Regions from separate parts of the Mus musculus genome. Here all the other regions are linked to region 1. A link is a contact called in public HiChIP or PLAC-seq and Micro-C data. All regions are on one chromosome and are shown on one strand. The core of a region is the stretch at or near the end of the contact, and the rest is flanking DNA. Distances in the headings are between cores, read along the strand shown.

What was found. Hi-C and Micro-C count contacts between places; a contact is called where the count stands out from the background. HiChIP or PLAC-seq counts read pairs in DNA pulled down with a chosen protein or histone mark.
Region 2: a contact with region 1 is called in an H3K27ac HiChIP or PLAC-seq map of embryonic stem cells, with 5 times the contacts expected there. The contact joins two enhancer-like sites. A contact is called at or near these places in 1 of 15 datasets of contacts at CTCF or cohesin (large pre-B cells), 13 of 484 Hi-C or Micro-C datasets (bone marrow-derived macrophages, cortical neurons, embryonic fibroblasts and 5 more) and 27 of 115 datasets of contacts at active chromatin or transcription factors (T-cell acute lymphoblastic leukemia, bone marrow-derived macrophages, cardiomyocytes and 15 more).
Region 3: an H3K27ac HiChIP or PLAC-seq map of embryonic stem cells shows a contact between it and region 1, with 4 times the contacts expected there. The contact joins two enhancer-like sites. A contact is called at or near these places in 3 of 484 Hi-C or Micro-C datasets (bone marrow-derived macrophages and embryonic stem cells) and 9 of 115 datasets of contacts at active chromatin or transcription factors (bone marrow-derived macrophages, embryonic basal ganglia, embryonic midbrain and 1 more).
Region 4: a Micro-C map of embryonic stem cells shows a contact between it and region 1, with 2.3 times the contacts expected there. The contact joins two enhancer-like sites. A contact is called at or near these places in 11 of 484 Hi-C or Micro-C datasets (CD8 T cells, Th1 cells, cerebral cortex and 6 more), 21 of 115 datasets of contacts at active chromatin or transcription factors (bone marrow-derived macrophages, cardiomyocytes, a colorectal cancer cell line and 13 more) and 1 of 9 other capture datasets (embryonic stem cells).

What each region holds. Positions count from the first base shown.
Region 1 is chr2:30,545,734-30,549,446 of GRCm38.p6, forward strand. It overlaps Gm31585 (a long non-coding RNA gene), which reads left to right. Exons shown (of 3, transcript XR_374225.3): 1 at 1-305; 2 at 1,112-1,183; 3 at 1,745-2,111. Among named protein-coding and RNA genes, the nearest start is that of Gm31585, 3.1 kb to the left of the region's middle. Within about 2 kb of position 1,913, at least 72 of the 459 cell types and tissues checked have an H3K27ac peak or open chromatin away from gene starts, as enhancers often do. A contact at or near this core is called in CD8 T cells, Th1 cells, bone marrow-derived macrophages and 3 more, where this site is marked.
Region 2 is chr2:30,776,611-30,780,323 of GRCm38.p6, forward strand. All of the region lies in intron 3 of Gm39783 (a long non-coding RNA gene), which reads left to right. Among named protein-coding and RNA genes, the nearest start is that of Gm39783, 6.9 kb to the left of the region's middle. Within about 2 kb of position 1,836, at least 26 of the 459 cell types and tissues checked have an H3K27ac peak or open chromatin away from gene starts, as enhancers often do. A contact at or near this core is called in embryonic stem cells, where this site is marked.
Region 3 is chr2:30,756,921-30,760,633 of GRCm38.p6, forward strand. No RefSeq gene overlaps it. Among named protein-coding and RNA genes, the nearest start is that of Gm39783, 13 kb to the right of the region's middle. Within about 2 kb of position 1,566, at least 173 of the 459 cell types and tissues checked have an H3K27ac peak or open chromatin away from gene starts, as enhancers often do. A contact at or near this core is called in embryonic stem cells, where this site is marked.
Region 4 is chr2:30,706,097-30,709,809 of GRCm38.p6, forward strand. No RefSeq gene overlaps it. Among named protein-coding and RNA genes, the nearest start is that of Gm14488, 13 kb to the right of the region's middle. Within about 2 kb of position 2,120, at least 297 of the 459 cell types and tissues checked have an H3K27ac peak or open chromatin away from gene starts, as enhancers often do. A contact at or near this core is called in CD8 T cells, Th1 cells, bone marrow-derived macrophages and 3 more, where this site is marked.

The sequences.
Region 1 (3,713 bases), core at 663-3,162:
AGTAAGGAAAGCTTTTCTGGCGTGGTTGTTTCGATGCTTGAAATAAATGAGATCCAAGCAATTGTGGGGAACCTCTCTGGCCCAAGCATCCTCTGCCTCTCTTACTGCCTTCAGGCAACCTCTCCCATGAGGCCCTCCTGGGCTCTGGCCCCAGCGCTGTGGGGCACGGACTTTGTCCTCTCGCACCCCCATTTCTCCTCTTGCAGCCCTTTGTGATGGCTACCATAACAAATCACTCCAGATTTAGTGTCATAAAACAACAGCGGAGTTCTACAGGTCAGAGGTCAAATCTGGATGAATTCAAGGTGTGCAGCAACATTGGGTTCCTTCTGCAGATTCTCGTGTGTGTGTGTGTGTGTGTGTGTGTGTGTGTGTGTGTGTGTGTGTGTGTGTTTGCACTGGGTTCCTTCTGCAATCTCTATGTCTCTGTCTCTGCTTCTCTCTCTTGTGTGTATGTGTTTGTGTGTGTATGTGTGTGTGTTAGCACTGGGTTCCTTCTGTAGTCTCTATTTCTGTCTCTGCTTCTCTCTCTCTCTCTCTCTCTCTCACACACACATACACACACGAGAAAGAGAGAGAGAGAGAGAGAGAGAGAGAGAGAGAGGACTGGGTTCCTTTTGCAGGCTCTCTCTTGTGCATGCATGTGTGTGTGTGTGTGTGTGTTAGCACTGTGTTCTTTCTGCAGTCACTCTGTCTGTTTCTCCCTCTCTCTCGTGTGTGTCTGTGTGTGTGTGTTAGCAGTGGGTTCTTTCTGCAGTCTCTGTTTCTGTCTCTTCCACCCCCCCACCTATCTCCCCCCCCCTCTCTCTCTCTCTTTCTCTCGTGTGTGTGTCTGTGTGTGTCTCTGTGTGTGTATGTGTGTGTGTGTTAGCAGTGGGTTCTTTCTGCAGTCTCTTTCTGTTTCTGTCCCCCCCCCTTGTATGTGTGTGTTAGCAGTGGGTTCTTTCTGCAGTCTCTTTCTATTTCTGTTCCCCCCCCCCCGTGTGTGTGTGTGTGTGTGTGTGTGTGTGTGTGTGTGTGTGTGTGTAAGGGTCAGCCTCCTTACCTTTCTCCAAGCAGAGAGCCCACCCCCTGACTACCTTCCTGATCTTTGGCCCTGCTTGCTCTTCAGTTACCTGCTTTCCCATCTCAGAGTCCCTCAGTCACTCGGATGAACTAGAAGAAACCCCCGGCTCAAAGGCTGGTGAGCTGCCTCTGTTCCTCTCTGCTGTGAAACAAGCCATCTGTGTGCCCCAGGGGTTACGCTTGGGACATTGTTCTGCTAACCAGTTCACCTCTCCAGCTCCCCCCACCCACTTAGAAGCCTCTTTCTCTTCCAAGTCTTTCTCCCACGATGCCTGCCTGAGGTGGTGCCTGCACACTTCAGGTCTCCTCTGACCATAGGCCAGCACTCTAAAGTATTCCTGCAGCCTCTTCTACCTACAAGGAAAGCCAAAATGGCGCTGGGCCACACACAAACCCTGATCTGCCCACCCGCTGGTCTCCCCCAGACCCTTCCCTCTCCTACCCTTTCCCTTTGCGTCCTGTTTCCTGTATATTCCACGGTGTTTGTCACCTCCTGGCCTTTGCCCGGTGGTTCCACTCTGGATCTTTCTGTCTGTCCGCCTTCATTCATGTCCCCAGGAAGCTTGACTGACCCTTCCCAAGCACCTGAATGTACTTATTGTTTATTAGTCTGGCAGAGCACAGAGGCCTTGCCTGTCCCCTCTTGTCCCTCACAGTCTTGTGTCTTGTTTGGCCACAGAGCTAGCCATGAGCTGGTCCCAGAGTCATGGTGAACCCTGTGAATTTCTACTGAAGCTCAAGGACTTGGTCTAGGGATGCTGACGAGACCCACGGCCAGGACACACAAGATGCCAGAATGACAGCCGTGACGTGACATCGCTAGCAGCCGCTGACACCGGAAGCTGTTGACACGGGATGCCGCTGGCACCGGAAGCTGCTTGGTAGCATCTCCAAGCTTGCTTTACATAAGCTCTCAGAATGGCTGGGGAATCCAGCTCTCACCTGCTCCCCACTTTATGGATGAGAACCTTGGACTCTTCAAGTTGACCATACCTGCCTTTTGACTAGAGTGGAGGCCAGGGAAGTTTCTCATGCTTCCTGCTTGGAGGGGGCGGGGGCGGGCGGGGGTGGGGGCGGGGGCGGGTGGGGGCAAGCCCCAGCTGTTGTTGAGGTGAGGCATGGTGACTCTTCCTGGAGGAGGCTGAGGCTGGTCAGGACTTGGGTGGGGCTGAGCAGGCTGCTGGGAAGCCGCTTCCTTCCGGACCCTTCCTGTTTCCTTTTCCTCACTGCTCAGCCAAGCGATTGTCTTGCTCAGCCCTCCCCGGGCCTGCCTGGGCAGGATGTGGAGGCAGGAGGTTCTGTTTTCAAAAAGTCAAGTGTGGATTAAACACCTTGAACTGCAGACTCAATGTGGCTCAAAGAGTAACTTTTGTGTTATGTGTATTTTACCAAAATAAAAAGAACTGAAGGGCTGACTAGATGGCTCAGTGGATAAAAGTGCTTGCTGCCAAGCCTGGGACCTGAATTCCGGCCCTGGAACACACATGGTGGAAGGAGAGAAACCATTCCTGCTTGTTGTCCTCTGGCCTCTCCACAGGGACTGTGGTATGACGTGTGCTCTCCTCTCCAGATACATTTTAATGATTGTAATTTTTTTTTTTCTTTTGGGACAGAGTTTCACTGTGTAGCCCTGGCTGTCCTGGAACTCACTCTGTAGACCAGGCTGGCCTAGAACTCAGAGATCCGCCTGCCTCTGCACCCCAAGCACTGGGATTAAAGGTGTTTGCTACAACACCTGGCTATGATTATAAAATTTTAACATCAAATTGTCAAAAGAAAGGGAAGTGGCTCATGTCCCCGAATGTGAGGCTCTGTACCTGTGAAGCAGTCACCGCCCCTTGCCCTTCCCCATGCCTGACATTTCATTCTCTTCTGGAACTGATGACAGGTGTGAAGAGCTGATGGGCTGGCAGTCCCATAAGGGGTGCTCCTGGCTCTAAGGACCCATGGCAGGGGGACTAGGAGTTTGGCTCCTAGATGAGTCCCCCCTCCTCAGTGCTTGCAGCCTTGAGAGTCACAGGTTGTTTCCTGTCCCTGGCTTTCCTCTTCCAGCAACCATGATTTGTGGAGATGTCTTTCCCAGTGGGTGGGAGTCCTCTGCTGGCACAGTCCACTATGCCGCACTTTGACTATCATGACAAACAGACTCTTCTGTTTTCAAGATTTGTTTCTGTTTTACGAGTGTGTGATTGCATGTATGTCTGTGTATCATATGGATGCCTGGTGCCCTCAGAGGCCAGAAGAGGGCATCAGATCCCCTGGAACTGTAGTTCCAGGTCGTTCTGAGCCCCATGTGGGTGCTGAGAAACAAAGCCAGGTCCTCGACATAAGCAGCCAGTGTTCTACCACTGAGCAACCTCTCCAGCCCCTCCCTGCATCTTAAATTTGCTCAGTGGACAAAGGGCTGGGTGTGAGGCCGGGAGACTGCATAAGGCCTTTCAGCTACTGACTTCCTCTGTGTCCTAAGGAATGTCATCTCTCTGTGCAGCACCAGGTCCTTCCCTGTAAGCTAGACCAGTGTGGGACAACATCAGGACTCTGTCTGTCTTCAGTACTTCCTTCATCCTCTCAGCCTAGACATGTCCAGTGCCCATGGAGGAGGAAGAGGAAGAGGCCGAGGATGCCAAAGCCAGTGGAGCCCTTGGCTC
Region 2 (3,713 bases), core at 586-3,085, 230 kb after region 1:
CGGGTTCAAGGCCAGCCTGGTCTACAGAGTGAGTTCCAGGACAGCCAGAGCTATACAGAGAAACCCTGTCTCGAAAACAAAACAAAACAAAAAAACAAAAGAGGAGCCCCGGCAGAATTGGGTTTTCCTGAAGGGAGGAACACAGGACACCCACAGAGGAAGGGCCACTGTGTGGAGACAGTGTGGGAACAGCTACCACCTGCAAGTGGTACTGGCTGTCCAGCTCAGGCACTATCCCAGGACCCTGAATTTAGGATGTGCTTCAGTTGTACCCCAGCCCAGACCCCAACTGGAGTCTCCAGAGCCCAAGCCCTTGACTCAAACTGTGTGCCCCCAGGACCCAGAGTGTCTCCTCAGGGATTCTTGCCACTCTCTCTGCTCTCTCCTTCAGCCGTGTTGGAGACCTCTCTGCACTGCCAGCTGGGCACTGCTTCCCAGCTTGTTGCCATCCCTCCTCCCTCCCATCCCTCTTGCCTTCCATCCCTCCTCTTTCTCATCCCTCCTCCCTCTCCTCCCTCTTTCCTCCCATCTCTCCCCCTCCCATCCCTCCTCCCTTCCATCCCTCCTCCCTCTCCTCCCTCTTCCTTCCCATCCCTCCTCCCTCCCATCCCTCCTCCCTCCCATCCCTCCTTCCTCCCATCCCTCCTCCCTTCCATCCCTCCTCCCTCTCCTTCCTCCTCCCTTCCATATCTCCTCCGTCCTATCTCCCATCCCTCTTCCCTCCTCCGTTCCACCCCTCCTCCCTTCCATCCCTCCCCCTTTGAAGGTTCTCCTGCTGGCTCCACACATACTCACATGCACAGACCCCACCCCTACCTCCTCACCCCCTCCAGGCAGGCCCTCTAAGTACTCTCTACAGATTCTCTTAAGGCCTACAGCAAACCAGATGCAGCATGCCCTTGGAGAGACCATGTCCTCCATCTTCATCAACATCACAGCAGGGTGAAGGTGACAGCTACCTGCCTATGCTGAGCCTGATGCCATGAGCCATGGGAGCGTCTCCCCTGCCCCTGCATCAGGGCCAGCATGATCTCTAGTTTATACATGAGGATCCAGGGCACAGAGAGGTAGGAGCTCTGCCTAAGGACACACAGTAGTTAAGTGTAGACTGGATTCCTCCTAGGCCTTAGGACAGGCTCCCCCCCCCCCAACCCCCAGAAGCAAAACTCATGGAAGAGGTATGAGTCTCAAGTGATACAGCCAACACAGGCCCTTCCCTGAGGGCAGGTAGTAGGCTAGCACCATTGAGAAGATAGAACATCAAGATTGGCTTGTGGGGCATTTTCTTAGTGATTGGTGTCATAGGCCCAGCACACTGTGGGTGGTGCGACCCCTGAGCTGTAAGAAACAGACTGAGCAAGAGATGAGGAACAAGCCAGCAGGCAGCACTCCTCCATGGCCTCTGCGTTGGTTTCTGGCTCGAGTTCCTGCCCTGGCTTCCCTCAGGGATGGAGTGTGATTAATAATAGACCTGTCCCTCCCCAGGTGCCTTTTGGTCATGGTGTTTATCATAGGAATCGAAAGCTAACTAGGGTAACCTCAAAGATCTCTGCCCTGGAGAGAGAAGATGCTGAACACAGTACCCGGTGGAGCCAAGAACAAGGCAGAATAGATATGGAGGCCTCACGGGGGTTGGGTGGGGTACAGTAGGTGAGGCTGGCTAACTTTGATGGTCTGGATGTATGAGATGCCAGGCTAAGGCTATGTGACCCCTGGGAGAGAAGCTAGGGATGAGTGACCTTTGAGCAGGCAGGTCTTGGAACGGACAGGGAGCTGGGGCATGCACTTCAGGAAGAGATGGAGAAGGCTCCAACTGTGCTGTGTTAAGCCTTGAGGCCACACTAAGAACTGCCTTTGTATGGGAGGTGCGGCACCTGCCTGAGTATGCAAAGGAAGTAGGTTCACTTCTAGCATCACAAAAAAGCAAAGAGAAACCGGACTGCTTGACTCTGTCCAGCACAGGGTTGTATTCAAAGTCCCTCTCTAGTGACCAGGAGCTGGAAGACCAAGAGAGAAGGCACAGGCAAAGGGAGAAAGTCGGACCCCAGGCCTCAGGGAGGTTAAAACTCAAGAGAGGGGACTGTCCGAGAGCGTGTGGCAGAGACTACAAAGGCACCAGTTCTGAGCTAAGGGACTCAATGACAGAGATGCCTGCTAAGGAAACTGAGGCCCAGAGTGGAGGATTGGAACCCCTGGATACTTACAGCAAGCCTACATTGACCACCTAGTGCCTAGAGACCTAGAGAAGAACACATGGCTCCATCCTAGTCTATATCAGGGACATTCAGGGACATTCTGCAGGGTCCTGAATGTGGGAAGGAGGAAAGAAAAGCTTGTCCACCACCTCCGCTCAGAGTCTTGTCTGAGACAGGGTCTCCCTAGGTAGCTCGCGCTGGCCTGGAACCCGCTCTGTAAACCAAGCCTGTCTCAATTTCACAGAGATGGGAAGCGCTGAGATAAAAGGCAAGCAGAGACTTGAACTCTCTATGCAGCCAAGGATAACCTTGAACTTCAACTCTCCTGCCTCCAATTCCCTAGTGCTGGAATCGCAGGTGCTTGTTACCACGATGGGTTCATGAGATGCCCGAAAAGCTGCTCAGGGCTTTGTGCACTCGACAAACACTCCACCAATGAGCTACAGCCCAGCCACTGTGTCAAGGCTGGAGGAAGCCCGTTCTAACCTACACCGCTGTAGCAAGTCCAGTGTAGCCCAGGATTAAGGTCAGAGAGGTGGAGTGAATGTCTCAAAGCAACACAGTAGGAGGTGTCTCGTGCTCAGCCAGCGGGAGGAGGGCAGCCCTTTCCCTGACCTCTGCCTGGCCTGAGGCAAGACCCAGGCAAAAGTTGGGGGATGGGGATGTTGGACAGAATGGCTGTTCAGCGGTGTGCACTGGTCCCCTGGAGACACTGGGAGATCTCAGCCCCTCCTCCTATTCTGTGGAGAGGCCCAGGCTGTGCAGGTGGGGGTCACAGAGAGGTCATGGAGGCAAGAGCCAGTGTATGCCTAGCCTGCAGGCTTGTGCACAATCTCTCTCTCTCTCTCTCTCTCTCTCTCTCTCTCTCTCTCTCTCTCTCTCTCTCTCTCTCTCCCTCCTGTCCCTCTTATCTCCTGAGGTCACTCTTCTAAGGTCACTCTTTCCCCTCCCCCACAGCCAGGCATTCTTAGGACCTGAGACCTCCCTCGAGACTGGCACACTCAGTCCATTTTCATTCCCCAAGGTTTGGTCTTGGCCAAACATTTACACACTGCACACCTTCCCCTGCACACCTGCCAATGCACACCTACCACTGCACACCTGCCCCCGCACACCTGCCCCCGCACACCTGCCCCTGCACACCTGCCATTGATCAGCCTCTGGCACCCAGACATCTGCATTCACTCAACAGAAGGGTTCTGGCCGGGCAGAGGTGGCGCACACCTTTAATCCCAGCACTTGGGAGGCAGAGGCAGGTGGATTTCTGAGTTCAAGGCCAGCCTGGTCTACAGAGTGAGTTCCAGGACAGCCAGGACTACACAGAAAAACCCTGTCTTGAAAAAACCAAAAACCAAAATAAAAACAAGCAAACAAAAAAAACGAAGTGTTCTGGGTCCCAGCTCTTGGGCTGGCTCCATGCCTTCCAGGTGCCCTCAAGAGACACACATCCCTGAGGGAAGAGGGATGTTTACCAGTGACATATGGATATGGCTTGTAGGGCACAGGAGCACTCGGGAG
Region 3 (3,713 bases), core at 316-2,815, 210 kb after region 1:
CCCCAGAGCTCACTGACTTGCCAGCCTTGCCAACTGGGCTCTAGGTTCAATGAATTCCCCAGTCTCAAAAAATAAGTTGGGGGCTAAGAAGATGGCTTGGAGGGTAAAGTGCTTGGGGACAAGCATAAGTCTCTGAACCTGGGTCTCAGAACCCGTATAAGAACCGGCACAGCCGTACATGCGCCTGGAATCCCAGCACAAGCTTTCTGTTAGCCAACCTTAATCCGTTATGCAGAGGTGATTGACAAGAGAGACCACACCCCAAGCAAGATGGAAGGCGATGAAACCCGAGGTTTCCCTCTGACCTCCACACACCCTGTGGCATGTGAGGGCCTGCACTCATACACACAAACACTATGTTCCCTTCCACTATGTAGCAAGTTTAAAGCAGTCTAGGATCCATGAGTTTCTGTCCCAAAATAACCAACAAACTTGACCGCAAAGCTAATGGTAGGGGAGCCAGCTAGAGGGAGAGACCTTTGGGGAATGTCCTAGAAGGGGCAGCCTTACCTTGGATCCCACAAACCTGATTCTTAGCTTGAAGGCCAAGCCTAGGTGTGTCCCTGCCCCCAGACATTCAGTCTCAAGTTCCCATTGCCTAAGGCAGTGGTCCCCTGCGTTGAGACTTGTATTTGTGAAGCAGATGGAGGTTGAGCAGGCGTAAAGTTCAAGGCTGGTCCTGTCCCAACCCCTACTAGTTCAGAGGGCTCTTGTGAGCTGGGACTTGAACCCAGAGTCTTGGTTTTTTTGTTTTGTAGTTAATATTTATTTGCTTTCTGATCTGTGTATCAGGTCTATGGCTGGTATCTGAGAAGATCAGAAGAGACTGTCAGATGCCCTGGAACTGGAATTGCAGATCCTGTGAGCCACTGTGTGGGTGCTGGGAATTGAATGTGGAATCCATGGTCTTGTGTCCATTAATTATGTCTTTACTTCAGCACTACTACACTGAGTCCCTGCCTCGCTGACCCAGAACACAGCACCGTTAGCCAGCCATTGCCAGGAGACAAGAAGAGTCTGAATCTCCCGTGTTCCCCCTCTCCTTGGACTGCACTTAGTGCATACTGGGTAAGCTTGGTTTCCAGGCCCTGGGGGGTTTGGAGAGAGACTGTACTCCTAGTCCAGCAGGGTTCCCCAAGTATACATGCACACATACATGTTTGCTTGGCCACTTGTCGGGGAAGCACAGGGAAAGGACAGGACAGCACACGCCGAGTACTACCAATGCTAGAGATGGGAAGGGTAGAAGTAGGAGGATCAGAAGTTCAAGGTCACCTTCACAATGATCAAGTTGGAGGCCAGCCTGGGCTACATGAGATGCCATCTCAAAAAGTAAAGCATGGTTTGGGCTGTGCAGGAAAAAAATCAGTCCAACCCACCCCCTTCCTGCAAATTCCTGACCAGGTTTGGCTAGGCAGAGATCAGATCCACAGCAGTAGCAGCAGTTTCAGACTCTGGGGGTCAGGGGAATCCCAGACGGTGTTATCTGCAAAGTGGTGTGTGTCTCCTCCAGAAGCCTAAGCAAGCATTGGCCGTTGTCCGGTAGGGGGTGGGAATTGGACCGGAGCCAGAAGCAGGAACCAGACTTTCCGCTGGGCAGGGCTCCGCAGCTGGGCTGTAACTAGAGTCTCCTGGGTTTCTCAGGGGCAGGACCCCCTCAGGTCTGGAATGCAGCCTGGGCCCAGGGAAGGCTAACAAATGGTGAAGGCTTTGAAATCTCAGCTCCGCCCTCTCTCGGGGTTGAACAAACAGCCCCTCCTCCCACCTCTGTTGGAAGCGCCCAACCCTAGGCTGCCACTCAAGTTTCTCCTCGTCCTCAGGCTGGGGTTACAGCTGCCCCATTCTGCGGGCCTCTGTGGTCCCAGGACTGTGGGGAGAGAGAAGCAGAAAGACTCAGGTCCCCTCTCCCTGCCTTCTCGGGGTTCTGACCCGAGCTAGATTCTAACCCTGGCTCACTAGGAAGGGCCAGATTCAGCAGGGAGAAACGGGAGAAGTGGCAGGAGCTCCCTCACCCCCATAAGGAATGTCCAGCGTAGAATTCTATTCTCAAGCGCCAGGAGCTGGACTGGCCAGAGAACGTTTGTTTGCATTTCAGCAAAAACCTCCTTTGTCTAATGTTGTCTAGCAGTTCCCAGGAGTTGAGGTGGAGGGAGGAAGGTGTGGCCCTGAAACTAAGGTGCCACACCCCACACCCACCACACCGTGTAGAAAGCACTGGGGGCTCAGGCTTCATCAGCTTCTTATACGCAGGGTTCCAGCTGAAGAGCTTTTCCCAGAGACCTTGATTCTGAGAGAGGTGCGCACACAAGGCCTGCCCCAGCTCCAAGGTCAGGGAATTGAACCCTAGAGTGTTCTTTAAAAGTGCCCTGCCCACTTTCCAAGGAAGCCCTTTCTTCATTCCTAAACCCACCTTGGAGTCCCGCTCTCAAAGAGCCCTTGCTTGCCTAGATTCAGTCCATAACTCTGTAGTCTCCTGCCCGTGTGCTCCCAAGACCTCACCTCATTCCAACCCTTTCTCTTCATCTCCACCCCATCCTCAGCGACATGGGTGCCAGGACAAGCCTCCAGCTCTCCCTAGCTCTCTTAGTCCTTCCTGGGCTCCCAGCCCACACTTCATGGCTTGCCTCTTTGGCCCCTTCTGAACAACCATGTTCACAAACATGGTGCAGGAGCAGACTACTGGAGGTTCAGGGAGACCGGTGACACTGGAGACCAACCCTGATGTGGATGGAGGCTGGCTTGCTGCCACCAACCCTAGAGGGACAGAGTGTGCCATGGGCAATGGGCTGAGCGAGTTGGGGTAGGGTCTGCAGGTCTTTGCCACCTCTCCAGGCCAAGTCACCAACTAGTCCCATATACCCTCTGCTGCAGACAGAGCGTTCTGGATGGTCCCTAAATTGTTAAATCCTCCAGCCAGGCCACCAGGCCTCAAGGGCCCTGCCCATTGCTAGACAGAGTGGCATTGTGTGTTTGTGTGTTTGTGTGTTTGTGCACACGCGTGAGGATGAATAACAGCCTCTCCTTCATGTGTAGGGTTCCTCTCTTGCCAGTCCTTCTGCCTTCCCAGGAAGAATTTCCCCCAGCTTTCCACAGGCCATTAACTCAGTGCCCTGACTTGAGGAGTTAATGAGTAATTCGGCTGGACAGGGTCTGACCTCAGACTGACCTTGGGTCCCCTGCATCCCTGCAGCTTGCTTTCCTGGTAGAGTATGTGACAGTTTTGGGGTGAGCCCAATAGTGGGCTCTGAGTTTTGAGCACCCTGCCCCCAGTCACCCTATTCCTGAGCCTCAGTTTCCCAACAGTCTTAGGCAGGTGTCCACTTGTAATCAAGAGACAGTTGAACCCATGAGGACCCTGTAAGTAGCCTCTTTGTCATGTAAAACCGGGCTGGAGCAGTGGCTGTGTCTGGCAGTCCTGGAGGAGGGCGGGTGGCCTGACCCCTGGCTTCCTCTGCTGGGCCTCACCTCCTTGCTGACACTGAAGAAGCAAAAGAATTGAGAAATCTGGGGCAGCTGTGTGAATGCACACTGCTGAGGAGGAGCAGCCCCTGGTAACTTGGCAAGCTGGTAGCTCGCTCGCTCGCTCAGCCGAATGGGCTGAATGAGTGGGCCAGAGCCTGAGCGTGAGCCGGAGCCCAGGGTGCCCATGGGTATCACCCAGCCAGAGGTAAAAGGGCCTGGATGTCTGGGAGGTGGGAGAAAGGTTAGTAGAT
Region 4 (3,713 bases), core at 870-3,369, 160 kb after region 1:
AGCCTGGCTGAGAAAGGCAGGAGCCCAGGCCATCCCATTGGCAAAACCCTTTGCCTGCCTTGTACGGTGCACACAGAAGGGAGGGCTGGAGTCCTGAATCAGAGTCCCAGTTCTCCAAGGACCACCACCTCGCAGGCACGTGCCTCTACGCTGACTGGAGCTGTATTTTGGGATGTGTGGACACCCATTGTGGGAACCAATAGAAAAGCTGATGGGGGAGGGGTGGGGCACTATGACTCAGAGGATAAGGGTCCTCCTTCAAACAAGACAACCAGTGTTGGATTCCAGGAACCCACATGGTAGGAGAGAACAGACCCCCCCAAGTTGTCCTCTGATCTCCCCACACCTGTCACGACACACGAGCACACACGTACATAAAATACATAGTATCATTATTTTTTTAAAAAAAAGCAAGTCTGGAACAGTGTGGTCACCAACAAAGGCCTCACTGGCTTGTGCCTGGGGACACAAAAGTCTCTGGAAGGGAACACTGCAGATTGTTCTGGTAGCAAAGGCTGAGGTGAGATGTGTCTCTTAGGAGAGGTGCCCCTTGTAATGGGGCCACTTAGCATACTGCTTAGGGGGTCCAAAGTGGGCTTGTGCCTCAGCTTGGTCCTGTCCCCCTGAATGACCAGGGAGTGGTGGATCTTTCTTTCTCTCTCTCTCTCTCTCTCTCTCTCTCTCTCTCTCTCTCTCTCTCTCTTTCTTTCTTTCTTTTTGGTTTTTTGAGACAGGGTTTCTCTGTATAGCCCTGGCTGTCCTGGAACTCACTCTGTAGACCAGGCTGGCCTCGAACTAAGAAATCCACCTGCTTCTGCCTCCCTAGTGCTGGGATTAAAGGCGTGTGCTACCACACCCCTTGAGTGGTGGATTTCTTAAGCTGAACTGCTGGCCCCTGGAAAAGCAGGCCCCACAGAATCCCACAGCCCAGTAGTTCCCCCACAACTCAGGCCACAAACTCGAGTCTGCCCAGGGTCTTCCAGTCCCATCAGATACAGGCCAGCCTTGTGCAGGCTTAGTATGGAGACAGGAGCCTTCTCAATTTTAGCCCTGTTGGATAGAAAACGCTCCGGGCATCCTGGGCAGGCCAAATGCAATTGTAACTATCTGAGCTATCCTGCCTTCTTGACTCTAGAATCCAGGCAGAAAGCAGGGAGACAAGCTTAGAGTGGCCTAGAGCAGGAGACATCACTGGCCTGTGCAGAGTCCCTGACTACCCCAATACATGGTCTTTTGAAAGACCAGCCGGAAGTGAGGGCTCCCAGGGCTGTCTTGGCTTTGAGAATGACTCTCAGATGGTTAAGCTTATTTGGGTCGAGAAGTTGAGGGTGGAAAGAAAAAATGGGAACCCCACCGAAGATAGGACTCCAGTGTTCAGTGTCAAGCTCTAGACAAGCCCCTCCTCCCTCCCCTCCAGAGGAAGTGGAAAGGGCAAGCCCCTGGCCTAAGGCCACACAGCAGGAGAGATTTGGACTCAGCTTTCTCTCTAAATTGCTGCCCTTAACCCCTTCCTAGTCGGCTCTCTACCCTAGGCATAGTTGCTCGCAGAAGGATGTTGATGGGAGGGAAAAAAGGAAAAAGCACCGGGCCGGGTCTTCCCACGCCCCCGTCACCCCGTCCCCTCCGCGGTCGAGCTGGGAGGTCCGCAGCCGCCTCTTGCGCAGCTACCCCCACGATGCTGCTGGAACCCGCCCCGAAACAGCTTTCTCACATCAGGACCCCGGGCGTGGGGACGCCTTCCGACCCACGAGGCCCCGGAGGAAGCGCTCGAGGACCTGTGGGCTGCACAGCGCCCCCTCCCCGCCGGGGCCACTGAACAATCGTTGGGGCGGTAGAGATGAACGAGTGTCGCGCGCCCTGTCCCTAGAGTGGGCGCGCGGGATGTGCGCGTGGGTAGCCCGTTCCGCGCCGCGGGCCTTGCTCGCTCCCTCGCTTGCTTTTTCCTTTTTCTCGTTCCTTTTTTTTTTTTTTTTTCCTGGAGCAGAGCCCGGCGCCAGGAGTCTGGAACCGGCCTGACAAGCTTTTGAGTTATGGGGGAGGGGCGGCGCGCACCCCCGCTGCGAGGCGCGCCCCGATCCGGCGCGAGCCCGGGCGGCGGCGCCAGCGGCCCCGAGAGCTGCGCGAACCAGGCCGGCCCCGGGCGCGGCCGCCCCCGCCGAGCCAGGCATTCCTTTCCGCTGAAGCTTTACCCTGCTCGCAGCGCCCCGGGCAAGCCGCCTGCCGAGCGGGGGCGGAGTCGGCCCCCCTCCACCCCCGGGAGGTTCTTAGGTTCCCCGCTGGTCTCCTTCACCCCAGGCTGGTGGTCCCTCCCACCCTAAGCTGGTCCCCCCCACACCCTAGTGTGGTCTTTTGTCCCTGCCTAGTTCCTCCCACCCCCAGCTGGTGCCTTCCCAGAGAATGGATCCCTGTACACTCTTCTATCCTAGCTCGTCCCCTTCACACCCTGTGGTCATCTCCCCACAGGTTGGAACCCCTCCCCCACCTCAATGTGGTTTCTTCTATCCTGGCCTGGTACCCTCCAGTCCCTGGCTGGCCTTTCCCTAGGCATTACTGCTTCCTCCAGCCAGAGAGAGAGAGAGACACAGACAGAGAAAGAGAGAGAGACTGGTGAATCCCTTTTAATGGCCTAGAGAGCCCTTCCTTCTGCTGGCAGTTGGTGCCCAGTGAACATTTCCCAAACTCTCCTTTTTCTCCTTTTTTCTTTTCTCCATTGTCCTTGGGTCTGATGGCACACAGGGCCTACAGAGTAGAGTGACTGGGCCACTAGCTGATCCGACTCAGGTCTCTGTAGCCAAAGCCTAGCTTGGGTGGGCGAGAAGTGCTTAGACTTGTGATTTACCAGAGGGAGAACTAGAGCCTTCCCGCAGCAGCCAGGATGCAGAACCTTTGGACCTCTGTGTTGGTTCTGTGCATAAGAATCTCCTATGTGCTAGCAGGGATCAGGGCTGGTCTCCCCATCAAGCCACCATGTCCCATACTCCTCTTCTCCCTTAGGGTACCCAGCCAGGCCCCGACCACCATCCCCTCCAGCCCAGTAGTAACTGTGCAGTACCTTCTGGCCTGTCACCAAGTCAGACCCATCTCTGTATAGCATGTGGACTTTCCCCTTAGGGGCTCTGGGCTCTGCCCTTGTGCAGGCAGGCTCTCTTAGAGCCTTGAAGGTAGCCTGAGATAGCTTAGTAACAGATCTGGCCTCCCTATATAAAGTTTCTAGAGACCCAGCTGGTCCAGACAGCATAAGGCCTACCCAGAGGTGAGCTTTCAGCATGGGGCCACTTGTTCATTCTTACGGAGAGGCTTACCAGGCCCCACAAGCCCCACTCCCAGTGACCCCTGACTGTAACTTCAAGAATGCAGGGCCTGTTCTGGGGCTGAGCAGCTTGGCCCCTCCCCGGTCTCCTGCCAAGCAAAGTGGAAATCAAGCCAGAACCAGCTGCTTAGTAGAAATTTCCAGTCTTCTTGGCATAGCTGGAAGAAGGGTTTGCTTGGGTGCACCTTGGAGGTGTAGCTGAGCAGGCTTAGTGGGGCTGAGGAGTAGAGGGACCCCCAGATGTTCCAGAAGCTGGCTTCCAACCCCCCAAGCAGCTGGGACATGGGACAAAGGCTGTTATCCTCTGTAACCAGGGGAAGCTCTCTGCTGTTCTGTTGGCCCTTCTCCTGGGAGTCCATCAAAGACAAAGGCAAGAACAACAGTGTAGAAGTCAGGCTGCAAG